Linked DNA regions of Oryctolagus cuniculus: region 2 is linked to region 1. The links are chromatin contacts, called in public Hi-C maps. All regions are on one chromosome and are shown on one strand. The core of a region is the stretch at or near the end of the contact, and the rest is flanking DNA. Distances in the headings are between cores, read along the strand shown.

Region 1 (5,560 bases), core at 2,253-4,752:
CCACTGTGCCACAGTGCCGGCCCCATATGATGCTTATCCTTCTAATTCTTTTAGCTTAGTCACACGACTGCTTTCATACCCTAAAATAATGAGATATAAAGTTTACTATTACACATCTCATGTTAGATGCAAGGGCCATATGAGAAAGATTTTAAATATATATGCATATATATACATAAATTTGTATGTATATACACATATATACATATATACATATATGTATATATACATGTATACATACATATATACATATTTGTATATCATATATGTGATATATATGTATATATGTATATATACATATCCTCACATACATACATGTATACAAATATATATCAAATAAAGCATGAAATATTCATAGCTATTCCAGTCAGTTCTGCTACTGGTCCTTGTGTTTTTTGGTATTCATATCCCAACTTTCTGCCTCTGCCTTTGGCATATTCCCTCCCCTGTAGCTGGCCTAGGCTCCTTGCTTGCTGTGTAACCCAAATCTTGATTCCAGACAGGTTTGGGCCACCAGTAGTGCTGCCTGTGATGGCTGACTTTTCTGTTTTCATCAATAGGACTTCTGTTGTTTAGCCCTTCCCTCTCTCCCCTTTTCTAGACATATTTTCCTTCAGCTTCACTGCATAGTCAGGATAACTTGATAGGATTAGTCACCACTGCCACCACCATAAGTCTCTTCTTTATCTATAGGTGTAGTGGCCTGAGAAGCCCTAAATGGTCAGATGGCTGTTTCAGTTTCTGATTTAATGGAACCATTGTCGTTCTCTTGATGGAAGCGTTCCTACTTTTGGAACGGATAACTACACCAGTGATTCTCAACTAGGGACGATTTTGTCCCCTAAAGGACGTTTGGCAATGTCTAGCGACATTTTTGGTTGTCACAGCTGGGGAGCAGATGACATCTAGTGGTAGAAATTAGAAATGCTGCTAAACATCCAACACTGCCCAAATCTGTCTCCTGTAACAAAGAATTAGGCAGCCCCAAACGGTAATACTGATGTTGAAAAACCCTGCCCTAGATCAGCAGAGCCCAGAGTTTTAGGGATGGGAAGCAAAATACTTCGTCTAATACATCAATATGATGGTACAGAGAGGCTCTGCTCATTTCATGCCTTGTTTCCCAAAACCCCTGACCCTGGCTATGGGGAAATATGTTGGTGAATGTTGACTTGTAGTGTATGCCCATGAGGTACTAGACCTAGATAATTCTGTTACTATGTCCTCAAGAAAGAAGTCATTCTACCATGGTATCATGCCATGTTATTGTGGCAAAATAAAAATGACGTGATTTCAGCCATTTTTAAGTGTACAGTTCAGGGGCAACAGTTACAGCCACACTGATGTACAATCATCACCATCATTACCAAACCTTTCCATTATCTAAAACAGAAGCTTAATGTAACCTTTCCATTTCCCCTCCCCTCAGTCCCTGGTAACCTCTAATTTACTCTTTCTCTCTATGAAGATGCTTATTCTAAATATTTACTGTGAATGAAATCACACAATATTTGTCACTCTGAGTCTGGATTATTTTAATTATATGATTCTCAAAGTTCACCCATGGCATGTCATGTATTTATTCTTTTTAAAATATTTATTTTCATCTGGTTGAATGGGTGACAGAGAGGGAACGAGAAGAGGGGAGTGCCTGCAGTGCCGGCATTCTGATATGGGTTCCGGTTCGAGTCCCAGTTGCTCCACTTCCAATCCAGCTGCTCCATTTCCGATCCAGCTCTCTGTTATAGCCTTGGAAAGCAGTAGAAGATGGCCCAAGTGCTTGGGCCCCTGCATCTGCGTGGGAGACCTGGAGGAAGCTTCTGGCTCCTGGTTTCAGATCAGTGCAGCTCCAGCCGTTGTGGCCATCTAGGGAGTGAATCATCAGATGGAAGACTGCTTGCTCGCTCTCTCTGCCTCTGCCTCTCTGTAACTCTTTCAAATAAATAAATAAATAAATCTTTTTTTTAATTAAAGATTTATTTATTTCAAAGTCAGAGTTACACAGAGAGAGCAGGAGAGACAGAGAGAGAGAGAGGTCTTCCATCTGCTGGTTCACTCTCCAACTGTCTGTAATAGCCAGGGCTGGGCCAAGAGCCCGGAACCCAGTCAGAATTCGCATACGGGTGGCAGGGAGACAACTGTTGCCTCCTGGGGCACACATTAACAGTATCTGAAGTGGAGAAGCTGCGCCTTGAAACAGGCACTCCAATATCAATATCATCAATATCCATATAGTATGCAGGAATCTCAAGAGGTGACTTTAACCTCTGTGCCAACAGTGCACCTGAGTTCCTCCCAATTTCTGTTTTCAGTTTTTTAGAGTACATATTTTTTTAAAAAAGATTTATTTATGTGCAAGGCAGAATTACAGAGGGATAGGGAGAGGGGCACATTTCATCAGTTTCACTCCCTGAATGGCCCCAAACCCAGATGGTCCCAATGGCCAGGCTAAAGCCAAGGGCCTGGAGCTTCATTAGGGTCTCCCGCCTGGGTGAAGAGGCCCAAGCACTTGGACCAACTTCAGGTGTTTTTGCAGCCACATTAGCAGGAAGCTGGATTGGAAGTGGAGCGGCTGCGACTCAAACAGCGCCTGTATGGGATGCCAGCTTAACCTGCTGCGCCACAACACTGGCCCCTAGAGGGTATACTTAAGAGCAGAACTGCCAGGCCGTGTAATCATTCTATGGTTACGGTAGCCACTTAAAGAGATCATCACCTAACTCCATCTATATAGCAAACCATCCCAAGACTTTGTGGTTTAAAACAATGATTTCCTGTTTTCCAAATGTGTGCTCTATTTTCCTGACTTCATCTAATTCTCTCTAGTCTCAGTGGGCTGCACAGACTCTAAAAGTTACCTAACTTGTTTCTTCACTCCTGCTTCTATCTACATTTAAAAATGTAGAGGGCAATAGTACATACAGTACCAAGCTACAGCTGAAGCTAGAAGCAATTATTTCTTTTCCAAAAAAAGATTTATTTATCTGAAAGGCAGAGTTAGAAAGAAGCAGAGAAGAGAGAGGTCTTTCATCTGCTGGTTCACTCCCCAAATGGCCACAACAGCCAGGGCTGCACCAGAGAAGCCAGGAGCCAGGAGCTTCTTCCAGGTCACCCAGGTGGGTGTAGGGGCCCAAGCACCTGGGCCATCTTCTGCCTTCCCAGGCGCATTAGTAGGATCTGAAGTGGAGCAGCCGGGACTCAAAAGGCCATTCCTGCTGCAGGGGGAGCTTAACGCCCTGCGCCGCAGCCAGCCCCTGAAATGGCTTAAATAAAAGTGAGCTATTTGCAACCCTCGCTTAGAAACACTATGATCTCTACTGAGGAGTTTTCGCCAAAGTGAAAGAAAAGAGAAGCCTAAGGAGTTAAGTTACAAAATTCCATTAAATATCTGACATGATAAAAAAAAAAAAAAAAAAAAAAAAAAAACACGGAAAGCACCACCATCGGCGCCTGCGCAGAGGCGGGGCGAAAGCGAGCCTGCGCGGTCGCGGAGGGCGGTGCGGCGCATGCGCGGGGGCGAGACGCGCCTGCGCTGGGCGGAGCCCGCAGCTTGGCGCGGCGGCCGGGTGTCCGCACGCGTTTGTGGTTTGTTTTGTAGGTACGGCGAGAGGGAAGCCCGTGGCTGGGTGATGGATTTTGAGAATCTCTTCTCAAAGCCCCCCAACCCAGCCCTCGGCAAAAAACAGGCCTCGGATTCTGATGAAAGGTGATCCCACATTTTTTCACTTTGTGACTGCAGGTCCCCGGCAGGGCTCCGCCGCCTCGTGCCCTGGAGGGCACCCTGGGTCCTCGTCCACGCCGCTCCGTGACGGGCGCGGGGGCGCGGGGCCTGACGTCGAGAGGCGGTCGTGCGGGCAGGGGCGGGGCGGGGGCCACGCGCGGGGCCCGGTGCCGTGTCCAGCGTGGGGCGGGGTCCCCGGGATGCTCCCCTTTTTCGCCTGGCCCTCTAGGCCGCAAGGGGAGCCCTCCCGAGGGTCCTCGTGGCGCTTCTGTCTCCTGCGCACAGGAGGCTTCCGCGGGACTGGGCTCGTTTGTCCTTGAGACTGGCACGTGCTAGGCTCGCTCCTTGTAGAAAGGACCGAACCACGAGTTCGTTAAACGGCGAAGTAGCGAACACTCTGCGGGTCTTCTACCGGTAGGCATCGGAGGTTTCTATGGAGATCATAATTAACACCATTTGGATTCAGTCCCACCTTTAGGCTGAAAAGCACCTAAAGTCGCTGGCCAGACGGCACTAATTTGATTTCCCTACTGGACGCCCCTATAGTGTAGTTTATCTATACCCAAATATTCATTGGCTTTTCTTTTTAAGTTTGAAATGCTAAAAACCACCTTCTCTTCCTAAATCTGTCTTCTCTGTTCCCCAGTTTCCCTAAGCCAAAACCTTGACACACATCGTTTTATTCCTTTATTTACGGTGTCCCAGATGTAAGATGTATCTCTGATTCTGGTTTGTTTTTTTTTTTTTTTTTTTTTTTGAAAGGCAGAAATACAGAGAGAAGGAGGGGGTGATAATCTTTCATCTGCTGGTTCACTCCCCAGATGGCCGCAACTGAACAGGAGCCAGGAGCCTCTTTCTTCCAGATCTCCCACATGGGTGCAGGGGTGTGGCCAGGGCTGGGTCAGGTGGAAACCAGGAACCAGGAGCTTCTTCCGGGTCTCCCACGTGGTGCAGGGGCCGAAGGACTTCAGCCATCTTCTGCTGCTTTCCCAAGTACTTTAGCTGGGAGCTGGGTTGGAAGTGGAGCAGTGGGGACTCAAACTGGCACCATTAAGGAACGCAGGCAGAGCAGGTAGAGGCTTAACCTATGCCACGGTGCCAGCCCCCCCCCCCCTTTTTTTAAAGATTCATCTTATTTGAAAGGCAGAGTTATATATAATGAGAGGGATTATTCACTGGTTCACTCCCCAAATGGCACAAGCAGCGAGCTTCATCTGGGTCTCCCACAAGGGTGCAGGGGCCTAAGCACTTGGGCCATCTTATGCTGCTTTCCCAGGCACATTAGCAGGGCCCTGGATTGGAAATGGAGCTGCCAGTATTCCAACTGGTGCCCAAGCCACAGTGCTGGCCTCAGATTTTACCTCTGAGCATCATTCACTTCTCTTTGGGTCAAACGCCTTACTGGAAACTGCGGCCTTCAGGCTAAGAGCCTACTAAAACGCTTTGTGGTTACTACAAAAGCTTTACTACATACTTTACATGAAGTTTATCATTTAAGGCTCACAACAACCTTGAAGAGAAATGATGTTACCCTTATTTTACAGATGAGAAAGTTGAGGCGTAGTTTAAGTGGCAATGCTAGGATTAAATTGCTCAGGTAGTCTGAAGTAAAATGAGACGTAAATATTGGAAAGACAAAGACGCTAATTGCCGGCAGATTATATGAACATCTCAGAAAAAACGAAAGAAGCCGCTTGATAAACTATTAAGATAGTTGAGAGTTCAACAAGGTGAATCATCATGAGATAATAGTAACATAAAATTCCATTAGCAGCTTGAATATTGGACAGGAGTCATTCACAAAAACTTAACTGAAGGGCCGCTGCTGTGACAGTGGGT
Region 2 (6,417 bases), core at 3,516-6,015, 110 kb before region 1:
TACAACTTCAGGCCAGCCTTCATATTTGTTTGTATCCTTATTGTTCTTTATGTGCTGTTCAAAAGGGCTTTTTGTCTTAATGCCCTTCCCACCACAGAAGACCCAGTTGTCTCTAAAACCAAGATTAGTAATAGATGTACTTCCCAATTCTGCAATGAGCCGCCGTGCCTCATCATTGAGTTTGGTTGCTCCATCATCGTATGTTCCCATTAAAACTATTGTTCCATCTTGTATGGCCTTAAGAAACTCAATAAACGGTTCCACATCTCCTCCCCACATGTCAAAATATTTAGTGTCTAATACTTCTCCTGTTTTTCCATTTGCCAAGGCAACGTTGATCCCTCTTCCAACGTTGTTCTTCACGCCGCTCATTAAACTGCTACCCTCATGTTTGGTTTTTCAGTGTATGGCACTTTTCATTAAATAAGCTCCAGCCTCCCGCCCGCCTTCGGGCCTGTCCGCGGTCAGTCGTGCCGGAGGCCGACGGGAACGGCCGCCGCCTCCAGCTCCTACATTTAGTTTACATTTATTCCAGATTCTCTCTCTCCCTCCCTCTCTCGTTTTTATTTCCTCTTTCCATATTTTTCTTCCCCATATTTCCATTTATCCTTTTTTAAAAATTCACATAAAGAAATATCTGTGGGGCCAGCACTGTGGCGTAGTGGGCTAAGCCTCCGCCAGCAGCACCCGCATCCCATATGGGCACTGGTTCTAGTCCTGGCTGCTCCTCTTCTAATCCAGCTCTCTGCTATGACCTGGGAAAGCAGTAGAAGATGGCCCAAGTCCTTGGGCCCCTGCACCCATGTGAGAGACCTGGACAAAGCTCTTGGCTCCTGGCTTCAGATCTGCCCAGCTCCGGCCATTGTGGCCATGGACGATGGACGATTGCGGCCATGTGGCAGATGGATGATCTCTGTCTTTCCCTCTCTCTCTCTGTAGCTCTGTCTTTCAAATAAATAAAATCTTTTAAAAAAGAAAAGAAATACCTGTGTACTATGGTACTTAATGTTCATGGAGGGGCTAGCATCTGATATGGGCACCAATTCCCGATCCAGCTCCCTGCTAATGGGAAAGCATCAGAGGATGGTCCAAGTACTTGTGTCCCTGCACCCACGTGGGAGACCTGGAAGAAGCTCCAGGCTTCTGGTTTTGGCCTGGCCCAGCCCTGGCCATTGTGGACATTTGGTGAATGAACCAGAGTATGGAAGATCTCTCTCTTGCTCTGTCTCTCCCTCTCTCTCTCTATAATTCTGCCTTTAAAATAAAATAAATAAATCTTTAAAAAAGAAAGTTCATGAAAAACAGAATTAAAAGATAAGTTTGGGACCTGCCTCGTGGCTCACTTGGTTAATTCTCCGCCTGTGGTGCCAGCATCCCATATGGGCACCAGTTCTAGTCCTGGATGCTCCTCTTCTAAGCCAGCTCTCTGCTATGGCCTGGGAAAGCAGTGGAAGATGGCCCAAGTGCTTGGGTCCCCTGCACCCACGTGGAAGACCAGGGAGAAGCACTTGGCTCCTGGCTTTGGATTGGTGCAGCTCCGGCTGTTGCAGCCATCTGGGGAGTGAACCAAAGGAAGGAAGATCTTTCTGTCTCTCCCTCTCACTGTCTGTAATTCAAATAAATAAATAAAATCTTAAAAAAATAAAAAGATAAGTTTAATTTGGTGCAAAAAATTGAAGTTAAGGCTTAGTGTTTTATAATATGCATTCTCCAAGAGCTTTTGATGTGCCTTACTACTGATGACTTTATACTATCACTTGATTAAGGTGCTAACAGATTTCTCTATAATTTTTCCTTTTGAAATGGATAAATAGCCTTATGAAAACACTTAGGTAACTGTTCTGCTTCTCAACTTTTTATCCATTTATGGTAGCACACACTATGCCCCTTGCCTGCAAGAGTCATTACTTTGTTTGCCTAATGATAATTTTTAATTGCTGTTATTCCACCTACATTTATTAAGTGGAATTATTCTATAAAGAAATTCTGTCCTTTCTTCCTCATTTATCTATTGAGTCATGTGTTTATTCATACAATATTGCCTCATGAATTCTTATTTCATCCTATGAGTTATAATCTAATACTGTCATTATTATTTTATTATTCAACATTATTTATTTGTTCCAGCTTTGGTCATTGAACACATTCTTCCAATTGACTTCTGTATCCTTTTGACATTTCCCTATTCTTTTTTTTTAAGATTTTATTTATTTATTTGAAAGGCAGAGTTACAGAGAGGGAGACATAGAGGTGGAGAGAGAGAAAGTCTTCTATCCACTGGTTCACTCCCCAGTTGGCCACAACAGCCAGAGTTGTACTGATCTGAAGCCAGGAGCCAGAAGCTTCTTCAGGGTCTCCCCACATGGGTGCAGTGCTGGGGCCCAAGGACTTGGCCCATCTTCTATTGCTTTCCCAGGCCGTAGCAGAGAGCTGGATCGGAAGAGGAACAGCCGGGACTCAAACCGGTGCCCATATGGGATGTGGGTGCTTCAGTCCAGGGCTCTTACCTGCTGCTTCATAGCACCGGCCCCCTCTTTCTCTTCTTGATCCCTCCTCCCCAAGTATTCCACCAGTGCCATCCCCCAGCCTCATCAGAGACCAAACCAATGGGCGTCTTGGACTTGACCCTCCAAAACTGTGAAATAAGTAAGCCCTTTCTCTTTATTAAGTTAGCTATGCCATTATGTTGACAAAAAGCTGATGAATGTCCTGTATCTTGGAGAGACTTCCGTGACTCTAAGTGCAGCCGGACTTCTCCATGGGAATCGCTGTTGCGTGCTCTGCTTCTGCGTAGCCTGCTCTCCTTAGGGGGACATTTCCCTTTGTAACACAGCATGCTGTCTGTGCAGGCTGGCAGCTGACTCAGGGGAGGAGTGGCTCAGGGCGGAAATGGAGCCGGCCACCGAGTCTCTCATCCTTTCTGGGAGGAACATCTCCTGCGTGGCCCGGAAGCTTCACCTGCAGCCAGAGTGTCACAGCCATCGGGAGGAGCTCGTGACCACAGCACAGCAGATCGTGGTGGGCACTGCCAAGGTGAGGCTGTGGTCAGAGCCGGCCGGCTGGCTGGTCCCAACAGAAAGCCCACTGCTGGGAAGCATGGATGGGCGTGTTCTTTTCACAGTGGATCCTTGCCCCAGAGAGAAACCCACCCAATTTTCTGCCAAGATCCTAGGCGAAGTATCCATTGCCAACTAAAAGGCTAAAAGTAGAAGCTGGCACAGGGAGCTGAACAGTCATACTGAGTTAGGGTCTTTTTTTAAAAAAAAAAAAAGATGTATTTATGTATTTGAAAGGCAGAGTTACAGAGAGGGAAGGAAACCGAGAGAGAGAGAAATCTTCCATCCACTGGTTCACTCCCCAAACAGCCACAGCGGACAGAGTTGGGCAGATCTGCAGCCAGGAGCCAGGAGCTTCTTCTGGTCTCCTACATGGGTGGCAGGGGCCCAAACGCTTGGGCCATCTTCCGCTGCTTTCCTCAGGCCATAAGCAGGGAGCTGGGTCGGAAGTGAAGCAACTGAGAGGTGAATGGGCACCCATATGGGATGCTAGTGCTGCAGGTGGCAGTTTTACCCACTGTGCCACAGTGCCAGCCCCAGGTCTATGATCTTAAACCCACATGCAGTCCCCTCATCACTTACATTTAGCCACTTACCTCTAAGGGGAGGGCGGGGAGTCACCAAAAGGGTTATTTTCCACCCTGTCTGTGGCCATGAGCCATGGGGAGAGGCCCCTGAAACCTCAGCTACTCAGCTTATTTGTCATACTGACTGGAAAACCAAAGGCCCACTGCACTGGCCTCGGCTGGAGGGGTATCAGGAAACCAGGACCAACTCCCAGTCTCCAAACACTGGCCATGTTCCATCCAACACTCTACTATGACTGCATTCATGAGGCCCTGTTGGAATCCATGTGCCTTAAACACTATCAAATACAATTGCTCATCAGTAAGTAATAGTGTGGGTTAATCGTTGTTGGTGGTGTGTGTGTGGCCGGGGGAATCTTCCTAATTTTACAGGTCCTTATTAAAAGAGGGTTGGAAATGGGTGGATAAGAGACAGAGCCTGGGCTTTGCCACCTGCTCTTGATGGCACGCGGAAGGCAGGGGACGGAGCTGTCTGGGAGGGCACATCCCTCCAGCCACCATCCTCACCCAGGCCAGGCCCCACATTAAATATAGCTACGTGCAGGCGGCTTTCCATGTTCAGGTAAACCAGCTGTTCGCTTGCGAAGCTACTCCCAGGTGGCTCCTCCCTCCCTTTGGTCTGTCTTGGGAGTTAGGTAGGGGCCATTGCTCTCGCCCTTGCTCCAAAACGTGCATGCATCTCCAGGCCTCTCTCCCCGGCTGTCTGCACAGGTCCTGCTCCTGGAAGAGGCGGCGAGGGCCAGGAGGACGGCGCTGGCGGTTGGCTGGTGCCTCACCTGCTTGGACGCACTGGAGGTGGAGGACGACGCGGCCTCGCTGAGCGGCCCCTTCGCAGACCTGGCGGCGGCGCTGCTGCGCCTAGGGGCTCTGACGGCGCGCGGGCCCGGCCACCTGCTCCGGGCGTGCGTTCCCGCCCTCGTCGCGGCCGCCCGAGGCCACCTGCGGCACCCGCACGACCCGCAGCTGGCAGCCTCCCGGCGCCACGCTCTTGTTCTGACCCGGGAGGCCCTGGGCAAGCTCCTGGCGCGGCTCGACCCCGGCGCCGCGGCCCGGGGCCGCACGCGAGGCGGCACGCTGCCCCGGCGCCTGCGTCAGCTGAGCGAGCTGCTGGCGGCGCCCAGGGCCGGAAGCCTGAGCGGGCTCCTAGATGGACCGCTGGCGGCCGTGCTGGGGCACTGCATGCGCCTGGCCGCTGGCTGCGCCCCGCCGGAGAGGCTGCGCTTAGTGGCCCGCTGCAGCCGGTTGCTGGAGCTGCGTGGGACTCTGTGCGCCTGGGGGCCCGGCCGCGGGAACCTGGAGCCGACCCAGGAGCGCGCGGCGCTGCGGGCCGCGACCGAGGCCCTCTCCCAGGGAGTCCGCACTGCGCTACTGCGCCAGATCCTGGACGCGTTCACGGATACGCAAAGCCCTCTTCAGAGACTGGTGCAGACCGCGCTGGCGACCCCCAAAGTAGGCTGCCCGAACGGTGGCGAAGCCTTGCCCGAGAGCCTCCGGCCTTTCCTTACGGCTTTCCTGGACCAAGCCAAGCAGATGCTCAGGGTGGCTCACCTGGTCTTGGTTTGCTGCCCGCGGCCGCAGACCTGCAGAGACCTGGAGGCTGCCACAGTGGGCCTGTGGGCGCTCGTGGTCAGAGTGCAACAGCTTTTCTCCCGAAGCCCCCAAGGATCTGGTCTGGACCAGGACCCTGCCACTCTGCAGGCCTTGCTTCCGGCCTGGGCCGGTGCGTCCCAATGCCTGTTAGCATGTTTCGATGATGTTCTCAATATTCCTGAGTTCCTGAACGTGTCCATTCAGGAAATGACCAGGCATTTGCCCTTCCTCACGTGGGCTTTGAAAAATGGAGATCCCAGAGAGTTTTGTAGACCTGTGGTGTATTTACAGGGTCGAGCCACACACATCGTGCAAGTCATGAGCAGGTATGTGGGCCAAGAAAGAGACCCCATTTTCCGGAATGGCCTCAGAGTCTTGATCCAGCAGCTGGCGCAGTCTTGCCTGGTCCTGGGTGCGGTTGCTGAGCGCTGCTCAGGTGGGCACAGCTCCCAGGACACAGACGTGGTTTTAGCCATGGCAAAACGACTCATCTATTCAGCGCAGAGCGTGCTGGAGGGGTTGGATGGAACCAACCACCCGGATATCCTCAGCCCTCTTCGGATCCAAGTCCAGAGGTTACGAATTGCCAAGGGCCATCCTGGTTTCATTCTTCCCAGCCTCTGGGACACTAATGCCCCTAAACTGAAATGCCAGAGGGTGCCTGGGTTAGAGGAAGGTGACCCGGGCACCTCCTGTTCCCCAAGGGACCATCCTTCCTGCCCCTGGATTCCTGACATACAACCACAGAGGAGGGTCTCTGCACCCCCTGCCATTAACAAACTCATCCTCGCTGTAGAGAGCCAGGACCACCAGACAGTGCCCTCCGCTGGCATCGGCCTGCTGGAGCAGGGTGCAGCTGTGGATGCAGATCAAGAGGCCCTGGCTGGGGAGGGACCCCTGGGGTCAGAGCGGATGACAGGTCTCCCAGAGATCTCAGCACGGAGACCTTCTGCCTGTGAGCCACCAAGGGAGGTAGCCCATTACACAGCCTCTAGAGCTGATGGGCTTCTGAAAGGGACTCTCCAGCTCCCTGGGAGAACCAGGGAGACCAGACAGAGTTTGGTAGCTGTGGCTGGGGACTGGTACCATCTGTGTCAACAGCTGTTTTGTCACAACCGAACAGCTGATCTACCAGGGAACATGGCAGTATTCATGGAGCTTCAGCAGAATTTAGCCTCAGTGGT

The links. Hi-C and Micro-C count contacts between places; a contact is called where the count stands out from the background.
Region 2: a Hi-C map of an unstated tissue shows a contact between it and region 1, with 2.1 times the contacts expected there. The contact joins the enhancer-like site here to the promoter of ZC3H8 in region 1. A contact is called at or near these places in 2 of 6 Hi-C or Micro-C datasets (ear pinna and an unstated tissue).

Annotation. Positions count from the first base shown.
Region 1 is chr2:113,431,582-113,437,141 of mOryCun1.1, reverse strand. ZC3H8 (zinc finger CCCH-type containing 8) reads left to right here and starts at 3,502. Exons shown (of 9, transcript XM_070068805.1): 1 at 3,502-3,706. The coding sequence starts at 3,507.
Region 2 is chr2:113,538,854-113,545,270 of mOryCun1.1, reverse strand. It overlaps LOC127489680, which reads left to right. Exons shown (of 7, transcript XM_051841412.2): 2 at 2,850-3,033; 3 at 4,355-6,417. Among named protein-coding and RNA genes, the nearest start is that of TTL, 30 kb to the left of the region's middle. Within about 2 kb of position 4,765, at least 4 of the 8 cell types and tissues checked have an H3K27ac peak or open chromatin away from gene starts, as enhancers often do.